Regions from separate parts of the Mus musculus genome. Here region 1 is linked to region 2. The links are chromatin contacts, called in public Hi-C maps. All regions are on one chromosome and are shown on one strand. Each heading gives the region's core, a stretch centred on a gene start, on an enhancer-like site or on the middle of the called end of the contact. The rest is flanking DNA. Distances are from core to core; before and after follow the strand shown. Region 1 holds the start of Rc3h1 (RING CCCH (C3H) domains 1). Region 2 has its middle 20 kb from the start of Gm24988.

Region 1 (2,700 bases), core at 67-2,566, 50 kb after region 2:
CCTGTCTCAAGAACCAAAGCCTGGCCAGGTATGGCTAGGTGGCCATACCTATAATCTGAGCTCTCAGGGAGCAGAGGTTCAGAACTTCCAGGTCAGTCCAGGCTCCAGGATTTTCTGTTCCGGGAATAAAACAAACCCAGCCAAACCAAAACAACAACAAACAAACAATCAAACACCCACGGGGAAAAAAAAGAAACCAAAACAAAGCCCAAACAAGCCCAACAGCCACCCAGTAATTGTTTCTTGTGAGATGTGGAAGTAATTTGTTTGTTTGTTTTAAATCGATGTTGGTGAGTTTACAGTGAAGAAAGGACAGTCTGGGCATGGGGCCCATGCCTTTAATTCCTTCACTTGGAAGACAGAGACAGATGGAACTCTTGTGAGTTCAAAGCCAGCCTGGTCTACAGAAGAATTTCTAGGATAGCCAAGGGTATATAATAGAGAGACCCTGTCTCAAAAACAGAACAAAAAAAAAAAAAAAAAAAAAAAAAGAAAGGACAGAACAACAAATTCTCTGCTTTCACAGACAAAGCAGGAAGCAGAAGGAGAGCGGGGAGCATTTTATGGTGTTGACTTGAGGACAGTTTTAATGTGAAAATTAGAATATAAATTTAATACTATATAGTATTAGAATTCCGTTTCTTTCGGTTCTCCAGAATTTGGCTAAACCGAATTATGTCGAAGATGTGTGCACACACACCCCACAACACAGGGTACTGGAAAGGGGTGGGATGCAAAACAGATACAAGAGGAAGAGTCCAGAGCTTAAGAGAAACGCCATCATACACACACACACAGACACAGACACACACACACAGACACACACACAGACACACACACACAGACACACACACACACACACACACACACACACACACACACACACACACACACACAAGCGCGAGTGAGGCTGGGGAGAGGTAGCATATAAGAAAAAAGATGCTAGAGTCGAGGAAGAGTCCAGACCTCAGAAAGTGACAAGCTCAGAGGCAGCGCGAGACTCCATAGGAGTGAGCTTACGGGAACCGCCTGGCCTCTTGCCTGCCAGCACCAAAGGCACTGTGGCCACAGGCCAGGCGGGTGGCCCGGGAGGAGGTGGGACAAGTTTCTCCACTCGGGGCGCGACAGCGCTCGAGACACGGGCGGGGCGCGTCGCCCGCTCCCGACAGGGCGTTGGGGCCGGTGACTCAGAGCTTTCCTCCCGGCCCCGCCCTCAGACGACCACGCCCCACCTCGTTAGCCACGCCCCGCCCCGTTGGCCACGCCCCATGAGGAGGAGCCTCGCCTTCATCTCCGCCCCAGTCTCGGGGCGGGCCGGAGTCTGAGGAAGAGGAAGGGGACGAGGACAACGAGCGACGGGCGGCGGAGGACGCGGAGGAGGAAGGGGAGGCCGACCAACAAGATGGCCCCTGCTGCAGGAGCAGCCTCAGCAGCAGCAGGTGGGGGGCTGGAGGCGGCGCTGGCGGTGGCGGCTACGGCCGTGGTCCGGCGGCCTGGGACAGAGTCAGAGTCGATGGTGGCAGCGGCGGCGGCGGCGGCTGCCGCGACGGTGGCGACGGCCGCAGGGACTCGGAGCTGAGAGGAGCTGCTGCTCGGACCAGAGCGGTGAGCAAGTGGCGGTCGGCAGTGTGGGGAGCGGGGCGGCCGCGGCCGAGAACAATAGGCAGCGACTGCGGGGATGGGGCTGTCCTCACCCGCCCTGCGCTCGGGACCGGCCCCAGGGCTTGTCAGTGGCCGGCGTCCTTTAGGCCTCAGGCCTCCGCGTGCCTCCCGGAGGGCCTGCCGGGGTAGGTAGGCCGAGGGGCGGTGCGGACGCCGCCCTGGACGCCGGGAAGGCTGGGGAGGCTGGGGCGGGAGCGGGGGGTTGGGGGGGTCCGAGGCTGACTGGTTCCGAGGTCCCTCGGAGGACAGCGGGCGGGCGGTGAGTTTGCTCGCAGGAAATGTTGTTTGGACCCCTGTCTGTGCGGTGGGGGAGGGAGTAGGCGCCTGTAAACAGCCGCCGCTCCTGCCTAGCTGCCAGGCGTGGCTGCTCCCTCCCCAGCCCCCTTCCTCCCTTGGCCAAGTGGGTTTTAGGGTGTCGGTTTCCCAGGAGTTCCTGGAGATAAACCCTATTGGCCAAGACGAAACCATGTGCAGGTGCCTTTTTCAAAAAGACTATAAGTGTACAACAACAAAAACACACAAAATGTGGTTGTTGGTAAAGGATGGAGTAGTAAGGGGTGGACCTTTCCTAACAAGGTTCTAAACATCAGGTCTCTGTAAACACCACGGTACTCACATCCCAGGTCCGAGGGAGCTAGCCGAAACAAGGGCTCTTTTTGAAGCAGCAATAATGTAACTCTTGACATCCCAGAATAGTCCGTGAAACTGGAAACAAAGCCACTTATTGGCAGCACGGAGACAGATTGTTAAGGTTTGAGCGGAACTTTTCTAACTAGCCATTTTGAATTGTGTACAGCAGAGGCGATATCATTAACCTCTTTGGTATCTGCTGGAAGCACTTAGGACAGAGAAGTGGTTCATCTGTCTCCCTTAGGAGTTCATGTGTCTGTCTCATATTCTAATCATTTTTTTTCCAGTTTGTCCCAAAATTTGGAGAAGATTCTTTTTTCTCTGTTTGAAATTTCATATTTAAAGCCTACTTTCTAAGATTTCCAATACTTTTAGCCTGCCGTTATGCTTGCCTGTGAATCCTAGCAC
Region 2 (2,700 bases), core at 170-2,669:
TCTTTCTAAACTGCATAGCCCTGAGTTTCAAAAACATTAAATGTTCTAAAACTAGAATGACCCATAATCAAAAGAGAGGATACTTGAAATTTAAAACATTAGGTCATTCATGTTAACGTTCTAGATGTCTCATAATTGTGAGTGTTTAAAGCTAGTCTGCTTATGAAATCCCTAGTTATTCTCATGCAGGGCTCTACTCAGACCAACAGAAAATATCCAGACAGTAGCTAGTACTTAAAAGGGTGATGGTTTAGCTGCTGGAATAAACCCTAGACTACAGACCCAAAATAGGCAGGAGACTTTGAGAGAACTTTAACCTTTCTTCCTTGTCTTTGCCATTTGTTAATGATTAAAAACTGTGGAAAATCAGTTAATCTCCTTTTCTATATCTAAAAAGTAATGCCAAGCCAGGCATGGTGCCACACAGCTTTAATCTAGCACTCTGGAGGCAGAGGCAGGCATGTCTCTATGAGTTTGAGGCCAGCCTCTACTACATAATGAGTATGTAGCTCAGGACAGCCAGAGCTACATAGTGAGACCCTATCTCAAAAAAACAAAAGTAGAAAGGGATGCCAGTGTCTCTCCTGTTTGTTAGTGTGAAAACGTGTTGCAAAATGTGCTAAGTGTACACAATGCGGGGTTTGTTGATGGTGGTGGTTTTGGGGTGTGTGTGTGTGTGTGTTTCCTTTGATACAAGATCTCATGTAGCCCATATCGGCCTTGAGCTCAGTATCTAGTTAAGCCCCAGATAAATCTGTCATTGAATTCATAATTCTCCTGCCTCTATCTCCCAAGAGCTTAAATTACAGATATAGCCTACCATACCTGTTCCTCCGAGATATTATTAAAACCATGAAACTTCATACTTTTAGAAAAAGAAATCCCAGGGTTGGCAAGATGGATCAGAGGGCACAGCCGCTTGACACTTAGCCTAACAGCCTGGGTTGGATCCTCAGAACCATGGTAGAAAGAAAAGAACAAAGTCTGCAAGCTGTCCTATGACCTATGACATGAGTGTGCACACACATGCACACACACACACACACACACATGCTAACTAAATAAACGTAAAAGAACAAAAAGAGAGTCCCAGAAACAAAATTCAGTCTTACATATGATTTTTTGATGCCAGGCTGGGAGATTGGCTTTGGAATCTTCTAATCTTCTAATCTTCTGGTGATATGGGGGCAAGAATTAGACACTGTTACATTCTGTCAAAACACTTTTAATGCTAGTGATAAAGTTTTTTTTTTTTTTATGGTAAACAGCCCTCTTACTATCTATTTTAGATAAGCTAAGATACTGGCAGCTGAGTGATCGAGCTTTCTAAATGATAGCTGTTAGAAGCATCTCTGATCCTCCTTGTTCCCTGGCCGAATTGAACAAAGCCCTGTTGTCCAGCAGCCAGCTGGACCGCGATCATGCCAACAGCAGCTGCTTTGAACACCGCACAGGCGACTTCAGGACAGATGCCTTCACTACAGTCAGAGCTGCGTCCTCTTGAAGGCCAGCTCTAACTTCAGAAGGCACCAAGGCTGGGCAGGCCACAACTATTTCAAACTGTTTAGACCAGACTGTGTGCCATGACATGCCACCATGAATTCTAGATGACCCCACTCACCATTGAGATCTTTTCACCCAGACTATAGCTGGAGGACCTCACTTGGTGGCCCAGCAAAAGGCCCGTAACTGGTATGAGGGAGGGACTGTTGTGATTGGCTGGTGTCGGGGACTGGGTTGTAGCTGAAGCTTACACTGTCTTCCTTTGTTGTGATTGGTGCAGATGACTTTGACACACACACACACACACACACACACACTCTGGTTCTCTAAGCAGGCTGGCTAGATGCTTTGTGAGCAATCCAGAGGATACTCTCCTATCCTGGCCCCTGGTATGGCAATATCAGACCCAATAAAAAGCTTAGCCTGCATCTGGAGAACTGTCTCAGCTAAGAGCACTTTTTGCATCTTCAGAGCATTGGGCTCCTAACATCCACATTAGGCAATTCACATCGATCTGAAACTCCAGCTTTAGAAGGATCTGCTGCTTCTGGCTTCTTTTGGGCATGTGAACTCAGTGAACATGCCCACGTGCAGACACATATAGCAATACATAGTTTTAAAGCAATAAAAAATAAATCTCTAAATTATAAAAAAAAAAAAGTAAAAAGCATAGCTTGAGAGGTCAAAGAATGGTAAGGTTTACTGTAGCCAGAGGGGAGAGCAGAGCCACAGGTATGGACAGAGGCAGAGGTAGGTATCTGGAAGAGTCCAGAGTGAATATGGTCAGGCGGAGCTGGGCCAAGTGAAGAGAGACAGGGAGGTAGAGCAAGAGATGATCCCCTGACCAAGAGGAGATGCCTGGGCCAAAAGACTGGCTAAAAGAGCAAAGGGAACAGGTAACCAAAATGGCTCCGTTACATAGTGACCAGAGAAGGGGGGGCTCAGTACAGTCCCTGGGCTGGAGAAGTTTAGGGGGAAGTGGGAGATGCCAACCAGAAGTCCCTACTTGTACCTAGTAGGGACTGAGGGATGCTGGAAGAACCTGGGGACAGCATCAGCTTTGGTGTGTCAATAGGCAACTCAGTCTGCTGGAATAGAAGTGCCTAATACTGGCTGTGAGATCTAAAGATGAACAACTATGGGCTCTGGTCACCAGAAGGCCTGCAGTTGGGAATTGAGATAACCTAGGCACAAGAG

The links. A called contact is a pair of places that touch in the nucleus more often than the background predicts.
Region 1: a contact with region 2 is called in a Hi-C map of liver, with 2.4 times the contacts expected there. The contact joins the promoter of Rc3h1 here to the enhancer-like site in region 2. A contact is called at or near these places in 2 of 39 promoter capture datasets (liver and pre-B cells), 12 of 484 Hi-C or Micro-C datasets (the HL-1 cell line, the NIH/3T3 cell line, bone marrow-derived macrophages and 7 more) and 7 of 115 datasets of contacts at active chromatin or transcription factors (effector CD8 T cells, embryonic stem cells, epiblast stem cells and 3 more).

What each region holds. Positions count from the first base shown.
Region 1 is chr1:160,905,095-160,907,794 of GRCm38.p6, forward strand. Rc3h1 (RING CCCH (C3H) domains 1) reads left to right here and starts at 1,317. Exons shown (of 20, transcript NM_001024952.2): 1 at 1,317-1,605.
Region 2 is chr1:160,854,667-160,857,366 of GRCm38.p6, forward strand. No RefSeq gene overlaps it. Among named protein-coding and RNA genes, the nearest start is that of Gm24988, 20 kb to the right of the region's middle. Within about 2 kb of position 1,420, at least 28 of the 459 cell types and tissues checked have an H3K27ac peak or open chromatin away from gene starts, as enhancers often do. A contact at or near this core is called in liver and myocytes, where this site is marked.